Linked DNA regions of Gossypium hirsutum: all the other regions are linked to region 2. Evidence: chromatin contacts called from public Hi-C data. All regions are on one chromosome and are shown on one strand. The core of a region is the stretch at or near the end of the contact, and the rest is flanking DNA. Distances in the headings are between cores, read along the strand shown.

Region 1 (3,779 bases), core at 208-2,707, 210 kb before region 2:
AGAAGTCACGCATTCGGCGGAGGACGGCAATTACGCGAGGTAAACGGCGGCGCCACTTGCACCAGGCGGAGCGGTGGTGGAGTTTCAAAAGAACCAACGCAATGTCGGAGCTTCGGCGACAGAGTGCTTCTTGGAGAGGATTCCATCCCGCAGCGTTCTGGAGCGACACGTCAGCACCAGCAATACCGAGAGTTCTAGCAGCAACGACGTCGTTAAGGCGGACCGCGAGGTGGAGAGGAGTTTCACGGAAAGGGACATCTCGGCGGTCGAGAACGGCGGAAATTTGGTCAGCTACACGCTCTTGACTGAGTGAGTCGCACTCGGTGTGGATCTGAGCAGGATCAGCCAGCTTTGGCAGCGTGGAAACCAGTCGATTCAAAGTAGTATGATCACGCAAAACGACAGCGTAGTGAACAGGGCTATGCTTGTAATCCTCCGGTTTGATAGCTGGAAACGGCGCCGTCGCCGACGCAGAAGACGATCTCGACATTATTATTATTATTAGTTTTTGGTTTCTAATTTCCTTTCACAAAATTTTACCTAATCCTTTCTCAGTTCTTTGGGTTGTGAAAATGAAAGACAGAACGAAGAAAATGGGAAGGTTGAAGGCAATGGGGAAAGGGAGAGGGTAAGATGGTCATTTGATAAAAATGAGTTTTATTGGGTAGCGTGTAAAGAGAAAGAGAAGGACGAGATACACGCAATCTGGCGCGGCTTTTGTTGATGCTTCAGACAGGTACAGTCCTAAGACCGAACATCCCTTCCTTGCTTTACCTGACGCTTCTTTGTTTTGTCTTTTCCGCTTTTCTTTTTTTTTTTATATATTTATTTAAATTTAAATTTAAATTGAAATGAAATCTCGGGGTTAAAATGGTAATCGGTAGGTCCCATATTGATGATTTCCATGATATATTTGCTCTTTTTAGTTGCAAGATTTCCTTTCAATGGTTTGGGTATACAATGACTGAGATCAGGGCCATAGGATTTGTATAGCCTTTTTCCTTTCAAGTCTTTTGATGTAAAAATTCAACAAACATCTTTTAATCTCGCTTGGAATTTTGAATGCTTACAAAGAAGTTTGAAACAACATTCCTTGAGCTCAATCATTTGGACAATAATGGTTCTATAGTAAGCACCAAATGTACGCATTTTGAGGGATGTTCCAAAACCAGGGACGGGGATTTGTTGGTGTTAAAAATAATGATTAAGGAGTAATTAGTAATTAGCACTGAGATGGGGAAAAGGAATAAGAAAAGTGAAGAGAGAGGGCTTTTGTCGTGACCAAATGCAAGGAAGAACAGGGACATATGTCTCCGGCAGCAAGGACCAAGCGCTAACGGATTTCACTGCCTACGATGCAACTAAACACCCTTCCTTACATTCCCAAACACAATTTATGATTTTCGTCGTTGTTCACCTTTTTCTTTTCCTCTCTTTGGAATTTTATTCTCTCATTATTTCTTACCTTAATTGCATCAAACCTTCTCAATTGATATTTTAGTTTTTTAATTATAAAATATTCTGTTTATTTCTTAGAATGTTACAATACTACCCCTGGCCATCTAATCCCCCCTACATGTTTGTTATAATTTATCTTTGATGCCTGAACAAAATTAAAACTAGCTAATAAGTACAAATCAACAAAGTTCAAGGGCTAAATTATATATTATCCCTTTAATTATTTAGTTTTTTTTATTAAATTCCATCTCAAATTTGAAACTAATAAATACACACCTGTTTTGAATATAGTCTACATCAAATTTAAACTGGCTAAAAAAAACTTAATTGAAATATTTTAAAATTTAAAGAATAATTTAGAATGTTTGTCCCATTTTCAAAATAAAAATAAAATATTATATAATACTTTGCTACAATTGGAGCCTATGCTTTTACCTCGCACCCTATTTCAAGTTTTTAACCCTTTAGTTGGAAGGTTCCGAGAATAAACACATGGACGGTTAACATCTATCCTATCTAGTCTATACTAGCTTTAACTAAGTTGTTAGCTGGAGACGAATTTAGTTAGGCAGCCTTTGGAAATTAAAATTTGGATTTTAAAATTTTATGGGTTTTCAAATTCTTTGGGAATTCACATTTAATATTTTGAATTATTTAAATGATTCAAATTTAAATTTAGATTTCAACTAATTGTAAATTTTAAAAATATATTTTTTTAAATAATTATTTAGGAGGACTTGAATATTGTTGTTTGAACTGGATCGAACTGGCCAATCAAATTAGAAATCGGTCGAGGTATCTGTTCGAAGAAAGACATTATACCAATTGACCCCAAGAACCAATTAAACCATTTTTTTATTTTTTATTTTTGTTAAAAATCTATTTTTGAATTTTTTTTATAAACTTTATATAGACATGGATATTATAATGTAAACAATAACAATAATATTATCTTTCAAATTTTAAAAGAATCTAAAGCATGAACTCTTTTAAATAATATGAAGAAATCTTTATACTATTTGAGACCAAAATTGCAAATCATTGTGATCTAACTATTGTACAAATATATACTATATTGATATCATACATGTAAACAACTAGGCTCAATTAGATTTAATTTCTATGAACCCTATAGGAAAAAATTGGACCAGCCTGTTAAACTAATTGGATCAAAAATTAATTGGGAGTATCAATTCGAAATAAAGGGTCAAATCAATTGACTCATGAATTAGTCAAATCAATCAAACTGGTGGTCGAATTGGTTACCGATGATCTGACTGGTTTACCTACCATTTCGATTCTAAAAATCTTGAGCTTCATTGACAATATAGTATAAGCAAAAATAATTATTTATTGTTTGAGTTTTAAAAGAATTGTGCAAAGAAGAAAGAACAAAAAGTTCTCATGTTTTTTTTAATTAATATTGGATTTTGAAAATTTCAAGTTTTAAAATAAATTTTAAATCTAATTATTATTATTAATTATTTTTTTAATTTAACAAATTTTATTGTAAGTTTATTTATTTTTAATAATTTTATATTTTTAAAAATTAAAGGGTTTAAGATCATTTGGGTGTGAGTTTAAACCTAAATATTATTTTTATATATTTTTATAGTAATTTGTTTATGTCAAATGTGTTATAGGTGTATTTATATGTTTAATTATTTTAAAGGAAAAGTATATTGCTATGGTTTGAAAAATACCAGCTCCCTCTAAGGTTTGATAAAAAAAAATCCACTAACCCCCTAAGACTTATTTATTAAATGAATTTTAAATAAAAATGACTACTTTACCCTTTATTGATTACTTATTATTTTGTTATTTTGTTATCTTTAATATCTATATTCAATATTTTCAATTAAAATACTAACAATATAATTAATTATTATTAAAATAAATTAGAAATTGCATTATATTCGAACATAATTATATGTTAAATATAATGTATTTTTCAATTAATATGTGTAAATTTTTTTTCTCGAAGCTACACAATCAAATTAGTAACCAAGATATATTCAGGCCTATACCAGAATATATCTATACGTGTGGGACATAAATTAGAATAAATATAAACTAAAAACTCACACATAATTTACATTGCCATTAAGCTAAGGTATTATTAGTTGTATGTTTATCTTTAAAAAAAATTGTTATCAATGATAATTATATTTTTGTTTTAATTTTTGTTTCATTTTTAATGAATTTTATGAATGGATGTTAATTATTTAAATTTTAATCTAATTATAATATTAATTTTGAGATGAATTCTTCCTTTATTTCTTTTATATTTTAATTAATTTCTTTTTTATTAGAATATTCTA
Region 2 (4,134 bases), core at 149-2,648:
AAAGACGATACTCTGTTTTTGAAAACTAAAACAGAGCAACTTTTGCGCATTATTTATAGCAAACTTGACACCATCTTGAGCATCCAGATTTTAACATGCGTTGCAAATAAATCAAAAAAACTATTTTAAACTAACTATAGAAAAATCACTAATTCTAATCCAAAGTTAAAAAAAATACTAGGTGAGGCAGTAATCAATTTAAACAATTAAGTAATTAAATTTACTCTTTTTTTAGAAACTATTGTATGAACTGCGAAGAATGACAAATAGTGATAACTTAGAGTCAGAGTCTGATATTTTTTTTCACATGCTTTTCCAGTCTTTTAAATAAATTTTTATTTCATGAATTACGAGAGGAAAATAAATTCTTAACAAAATGCGATTTGGACCCAATCACACCGAACACCCTAATCTTCTGTACAAATATATAACCACTCCTCGTCTGCTTCTGCATGACCGCGCATCTTTTGAAGCCATCTCTCACCATCTCCATTACCACTTTGGACTTTCGATGGGGAGCCGGGTTTATTTTCTGTAAGACGCATTCATTAACTTTTTTCTACTTCCTTTAAGCCTTAATATCCATTTCTCTCCTCATATAGATGTTAAGTGCATGGACATTATCTCCGTTTTCAATAAAGGACAGTATAATCCCGGAGCTTTTACATATTGTTTGGTTTCCCCAATCCCTGTAGGTGCACCAAAGCTATGGGGTGATCTAATTCAACTGCAGTGGCCTCGCCTCATTGTTGGATCTTATGCTTTGCCATTTGTTGATTAAAGAATACCACCCATCAACATTCTGCAACTGCAATAATAGTGAACCACTCTCAAAGCAGCCAACCTGGCCGTTGGATGGAACCCCGTGATATAGTTCTATTTCTTCCTAGGTTGTCACCATGTGAAAGGTATTGGATGTTTCAACCATTTTTCTCGCCGTATTGTTCGCCGATATATTTTATTCATCACAGAGTATTGCACGAAGTAATCTAAACATGAAAGTTCTTTAATCTAATAATGGTTCTTTCTTTGACCATTTTCTCCAGTCTGTTAATGGTGCCATTGCAATGGAAAATGGAAGACGGCATCAGTATCAAAACACAACAGTCTTGTTCGCTACCAAATTCGGACAATGGGCACATGAACTTAGGCAAGTCCAAGCTTTGCACGTGATTGGGGTTGATTCCTGTCTTGTTGCTTAGACTTGACAGCCTTTACTAACAATGTTCCATATATCACAAGCTCGTTTTATCAGTTCTGAAGGGGCTAATATCAAGCGGCTACTGACGGTCCCACCATATGAACTCGACCCATGTGATGCTAAATAGGGACATGATTAAGCTGGGACCACCGCTTCTCACTAGATTCAATTGCATTCAATTGGAACCCATTGACAGCTATTATGCAATGTGATCTTATAAAAAAAACGCTTTTTTTCACTTGCATACAAAACAGACCTCTGCTTTTGCCTCCATACTCATTCTAATAACCCCGAATAAACTGAGGGAAAGAAAGATTTAAAAAGGATACAACAATGGTGCCTTAAACTTTTTATAGATCTGTGTTTTATCTAACACTTTGCAAAAACAGGATTCCTGTTTTTTTCCTGTTTTTCTTTTGTATCCTAAAGTAAGTAAACGAAGTCAACAAAATGGGAGACAGCAAGCTTATCCTTTGTTGCTTCATTGCTTGCATTTTGTTCCTCGGCGTTAATGGAGAAAACCCTTATCGTTATATCACTTGGAAAGTCACCTACGGTGATATTTACCCTCTTGGAGTTAAGCAACAGGTACTTTCTTTCTTCTTTTCTGGGCTTCTTTTTTTGGTTTCTAAAAGCTACTAGTTTAGCAAGTGTTTGAGTAATGGATTGGAATGTGGAAAAACTGTATTGCAGGGGATCTTAATAAATGGGCAGTTTCCAGGGCCTCATATCGATGCAGTTACTAATGACAACTTGATTATCAGTGTTTATAACTACTTAAATGAACCATTCCTTATCTCTTGGTAATCATGCTAACATTCCTTTATTTATGCTTACTTTTTGTTCATCATTTACTTAATGTTGGTTCGGAAGACAAGGTTAAAGTAGAAAAGAACAAAGGAAAGTACATATAAAATCTTGAAAGCTTAGCATTAGCTCAAAATGCAGCTTTCATTTTAAGATAATGTGTGCTCTTTTGGTTTCATCATTGTATATAGTTAGATAACTACAGCTTAGTGGGAAAGTTTTTGAGTTTCTTAGATCTGAAGGTAAATGCTTGAACAGTAGACAATTTTTCCATCGGTAGACATTTGCATTTATGACTACTATTTTTAGTAAGATCTCAACTAATGCTAAATTTGATAACAAGGAAAACCTTATAAGCTACTTCTCAATTTGGTACGTGAGTATATCCCTAGTTTTTATCCTTGATCCTTTATACTTCTCAATTTGTTGGTTCTTATTTCATAGACTATCTTGCAGGGGCAGAATCAGAACAAAATTTTAGGGTTCGAAATTAAATTGTCATTTTTACGATAGTAAAAATGCAATTTAACCATTTTAATAGCCTATATCTTTATAACTTTTAAATGATTAAATCAAATTTTTTATTTTTAAGAGGGGCAAAGTGCAATTTTATGTTTACTAATTTAAAATTTTAAAAATTGTAAAGGCTCTAAATGAAAAATTTTCCATTTTAGGGACCGGCCTCTTAGTTACGCCCCTACTATCTTGGAAAGACCCTAACAATATGGTTCATTTTCATGGTTAAATGATTATTAAATCCAAGTTTTATAACGAATAACTCTTTCATGGACTCAATGGGTTAATAGTTTTATGATAATTCAGTTAGTGCATCTGCTGCATCTAACATCTGTGGAGATTCATGTTTAAAATATTAAAAGATGAATAAAAATAATTAACAATGTCTGCCTAGTTACGGCAGAGCTGGTTGCAGTAAATTATTTAAATGCATGTGCTTGCCTATAGAATAATAAAAGATGTGTCCTTAATTATGTTTACCAGGACGGTATCAGACCTCGGGTTTAGGCCTAGTTTTAATTAAAGCTGTGAATTATACAAATTACTTTAATAAAGCTTGGGAACTTTGCATATTATTGATCATTCAAAAGGTTTATTTTGTACTTTCCATAGTTTATGTTGTACTTATTAGTGACTGATCCAATTATCCATTATCTACCTGTTTGGTATGCATGTACTTAAATGTTTATGAAATAAATTGAAACGGCTTTTGGATGTCGCAATTGATGTGAAATTTGACAGTCATCTCCTGTTTTTTGGGTCTGCAGGAACGGTGTGCAGCAAAGGAGGAACTCATGGCAGGATGGAGTTTCTGGCACAAACTGTCCAATTCGACCAGGGAAAAACTTCACTTACGTTCTCCAAGTGAAAGATCAGATTGGTAGCTTTTACTACTTCCCATCACTTTTATTCCATAAGGCTGCCGGCGGGTACGGTGCTATCAGAATCTGGAGCCGCCCCAAGATCCCTGTACCTTTCCCTAGTCCTGCTGGGGATTTCACTGTACTGGCTGGGGACTGGTATAAGACAAATCACTATGTAAGAATTCTGTTTCTGCATCTGTTATAATAACATGATATACCATATAAGTAGGGGGCTGGAGCTGTAATCAATGTTCTACACACCGACTAATCCCTCATTGTTTCTTAAGGTATTGAGACGTCTCTTGGACAGTGGTCATAACCTTCCCTTCCCCGATGGACTTCTCATCAATGGTCGAGGGTGGAATGGATACACATTCACTGTTGATCCAGGTGAGCAATAGCCAACTTGCTAGTCTCTGTCCCATCCGTTGCTCGAATCTGTTGTTTGTTCAATAAACCTGATCAATACTGTTTTATGCAGTTCATGGATATGTTTAGGCCATTCTCGCTTAACCTTAGCTTTTAAATTTTACGCAATGCGAGTTGTTTGTGACATGGGACATTGTTTTTGAACTCAGGTAGGACATACCGGTTTAGGGTATCGAATGTTGGGCTCACAACTTCAATTAACTTCAGGATCCAGGGGCACAACCTGAAACTGATAGAAGTTGAAGGATCACATACGCTTCAGAACACCTACACTTCTTTCGATATCCATCTTGGGCAGTCATGTTCTTTCTTGGTAAC
Region 3 (3,763 bases), core at 569-3,068, 180 kb before region 2:
AAAATTTTTACACAATTGATTTAATTAAGGTCATCTTGTTGTTGTATACTAGGAGATAGTCAATCGACGTTTCTCTAGCACTCAAAGGAGCGACCGAATCTGTCTTAAGAAGACTGTCTAAATAGGCCTCAACTACCACTTCAATTTAATTTTGTTTTCTATTTTTCAATTTAACCGAGTGCTCCTGATAATCCACCTCGTGGTAGTCACATTGCATTTCCATTTCATTTTTTAAATCAAGATGAAAATTTTAAATTTTTGTCTTCTTGATATTCTAAAATAAATTATACATTAATTTTGATTTAATGTGTACTTGTATACATGAACTTTAATTTAAAACGTGAAACTCTAATTGTGGTTCAAATGTATACTTGAAACTTTAATTTTGATTTAATCGCACACATTTAAAGAAAAAATACATCAAATTATTTTTATATTAGATATATAATTATTTATGTATGCAATATATAAATATAAAATGATGTTATATCAATTTACAAAAATTGGATCAAATCAAAATTTTATATATAAAATTACACAAAATCAAAATTCATGTGTGCAATTACACATTAAACCATAATTCGTATATAATTTTAGAATTTATCCCCCAAATAATAATAACCAAACATATCAAACAATAATTATATACTACATATACATATATATGCATGTCTTATTAAAGAAATTGAAATCAAATTGTAAAAAGAGTTTATGGCTGCTTCGTAGGGAAAATAAAGTTTGACTTTTATTATTTTTAATTACTTCAAAAATTTATAAAGTAAATTTTTATTAATTAATAATATATATTTAAAATAATTTTATGATATTATTACTTTGATAGAACTTTTAAAAATATTTTAAAAATTAATTAATTTCACATTAATATATTATCATGTTAGTTAATAGTTAATTAATACTACTTTTGTTAGATCACATTATAATTAATAATATATTGATAAATTTTTTTCTAATGATAATTTAAAAATATAATGAAAAATAAAATGTATTATCATCCGTTAAAATATAAAAACTAATTAAATTATTAAAAATACTTTGGATGGAAATTAAATTTAAAAAATACAAATATCATTGATTAAATTTTATCAATATTAATAATCTCAAAGATTGAATGATGGTAAATGACTTTCCGTTGAAGGCGGCATGGAGGCTAAAAGTACCACAAAGGGTGAGATCTTTCCTATGGCTAGTATTGTATGACGGACTCCTCACAAATGCAGAAAGAGTGCGGAGATATATGGCAGAGGAGGCAAGTTTGCAACGGTTGTGGATGTAGGGTGGAAGACATGGATTATGTGTTGAGGCTTTGTTTTAGGGCTGTTACAACTTGGTCGATTGTTACTCAACCTTCGAAACTTACTGAATTCATGTCTTTGAGCTTCAAAGATTGGATACTCATTAACATATCTAGACCGGATTTTTGGGATGCTCATTAACATAATTGGGATGTGATTTTTGGGATTATTTGTTGGGGCCTATGGAGTTGGCGAAACAAAAGGGCTTTTTATCCTAACTTTGAAGAGAAAGAAGGATTTCTGCGGTGGTGTTTGCGACTTGCGGATAAGGTTGGTACTGCTGGATGTTTATTTCGAAAGGGTTTGGATAGCATAAGCAGGGGAGAAGTGGGGATACGATGGGAGGTGCCGGAAGGAGAGTGGATAAAGGTAAATACTGATGCAGCAGTGGGAGTTGGCTCGTTTGTTGCTGCAGTAGGGGGAGTGGCCAGGGACAATGGGGGACATTGGCTATGGGGTTTTTCCGTAAAATAGGAATTTGCCGGGTGTTAGAAGGTGAGTTGTGGGGGGCTTTTGAGGGAGTTAAGCTAGCGTGAGAGAAGGGAGTTAAAGAAGATTGTCTTAGAGATGTACTGTATAAAGACAGTTAACCTAATGAGCGGTCATACCCGAGACCAAAATTTGTCAAGGGAGAGAGTAAATGATTTATTTGAACGGATAGAGAAATTTCGAGTGGTACATGTATCAAAACAAAAGAACAGAATAGCAGAAGGTATAGCCAACCTTGCCATGAGAATGAATATTGAATGGAAAGTCTTTGACAAACTTTGTTGAGTGGTGTACGATAAAACAAATAATTTGTTTACTGTGATGTTTTCTTTTTAAATAAAAAATTATATTAATAATCTCCTTATAATTTGCCATAATAAAAATAATTATTAGGTGATAGACATAATATTTCAAAATATTATGCCAAAAAAATTCATAATTTTTATAAGTATTATTAAAGATGATATAATAATAAAAGTATGAAGCACCAAATAATAATGAAATATGAGTTTTTTACTGTAATGGAAACAAAAACACAGGAATAAAAAAACATTCGTAATAAATACTATTAAATAAAAGTATCAAACACTTTAACCCAGCATATAAAATAATAATGAAAATTGGATTTTTCTTGGATTGAAAAATGAAATATTAAATAATACCAAAATTAAAATTTTGAATACTTATTTAGTTACTAATTGAATAAAAATACTTTATTAATGAATCTAGTGTTAAATATTAATTCCAATTAATTATAATAATAATAATAATTAAGTGATGATAAATCTAAAATGATAATAATTGGAACCTAATATGAATTTAAAAGTCTAATTAAGTGAACTGTAACCTTAGTAATAAAAAATATTAATAAAATAAATATAAAAAAAATTTTGGTTTAATTCAAAAGTTTAATTTTGCCATCATTTATTATACATTTTGAAAATTTTAAAATTTAATCTTTTTACTTGTTTGAATTTAAAAATTAAAATTAAATTAGTATAATTCTTAGTAGATTTATGTTAAATTTGAATATGGGGCATTCTACTTTTTGAAATTGAAACTATTTCAAAAGTTCAAGGAATAAAAAATTAAGAGATAATTAGGCCTATGTTTCTTCTTCTTCTTTTTACAGTTTTTTAAAACTTTTTTTTGTCTTGAATATTTGAGTTGGGACTAGTTCACTATTGAGGTTAAAAAATGTTATTGAAAATTTATGTGAAAAATAATTTGTAAAAAGTGCATTAGAAAATTTGATAGTGTTTATCATTGCTAACAAAAATGTGTTTTTGAAAATATAAAATGACAATTTTAAATATGATGTTGTAAAATGAAAGATTTAATGAGAGATAAAAATGTAACTTCATGGAGAAATAATTTTTCAAAAACTAAAAATTTTGACTTTTTTTTAGTTCGGATTAAAATTTTAATTTAAAATCAAGGTTTGATTTGAAAAGCTGTTTGTTTACCAAAATTTTTTTTATTTAAACTCAAGTTAAAAAGTGCTTTAATAATAAATAAAGTGTACATCATTTAAAAAATTCCAATTTTGTCACATAAATTAATTTTGATTTATCATATTATTTGGAATTAAATTTTAACTATTTTGTAGAATATGGAAGAATATATATCATTAGAATTTAGGGAAACAGGCCTAGACTAGGCCCAACAATATCAAAATTCTCAAAACTGGAAATGGAAAAAATCCCTCTTCAATACATGCACGTGGGTCTGGCCAGCCCCAATCGCAATCCCATTTCAAAATGATTTCTTATGAACTTAGCCACTAAATTTTGGGTTTATTTAACAAAAACAGGTTACATTTTAGTTAAATATTCAAAAGTTTTCATTTAAGTTATTGGCTTTTAAAATTGATGCTATATGACTTTCTCTATTCATATTACTTGCACCAATCGAAAGCTCTCTTCCCTCTTCTCTTCTATAGTTCACTTTTTTTTTATGAA

The links. A called contact is a pair of places that touch in the nucleus more often than the background predicts.
Region 1: a contact with region 2 is called in a Hi-C map of hypocotyl, with 1.8 times the contacts expected there. The contact joins the promoter of LOC107901957 here to the promoter of LOC107900589 in region 2. A contact is called at or near these places in 2 of 34 Hi-C or Micro-C datasets (hypocotyl and leaf).
Region 3: a Hi-C map of leaf shows a contact between it and region 2, with 2.9 times the contacts expected there. The contact joins the enhancer-like site here to the promoter of LOC107900589 in region 2. A contact is called at or near these places in 4 of 34 Hi-C or Micro-C datasets (all in leaf).

What each region holds. Positions count from the first base shown.
Region 1 is chrD06:56,653,992-56,657,770 of Gossypium_hirsutum_v2.1, forward strand. LOC107901957 (ankyrin repeat domain-containing protein 13C) reads right to left here and starts at 1,458. Exons shown (of 2, transcript XM_041095927.1): 1 at 1-1,458. The coding sequence starts at 490.
Region 2 is chrD06:56,860,175-56,864,308 of Gossypium_hirsutum_v2.1, forward strand. It overlaps LOC107900589 (L-ascorbate oxidase homolog), which reads left to right and starts at 1,399. Exons shown (of 9, transcript XM_016826245.2): 1 at 1,399-1,789; 2 at 1,895-2,004; 3 at 3,292-3,562; 4 at 3,675-3,777; 5 at 3,966-4,134. The coding sequence starts at 1,652.
Region 3 is chrD06:56,682,408-56,686,170 of Gossypium_hirsutum_v2.1, forward strand. No RefSeq gene overlaps it. Among protein-coding and RNA genes, the nearest start is that of LOC107901959, 25 kb to the left of the region's middle. Within about 2 kb of position 1,819, at least 5 of the 9 cell types and tissues checked have an H3K27ac peak or open chromatin away from gene starts, as enhancers often do. A contact at or near this core is called in leaf, where this site is marked.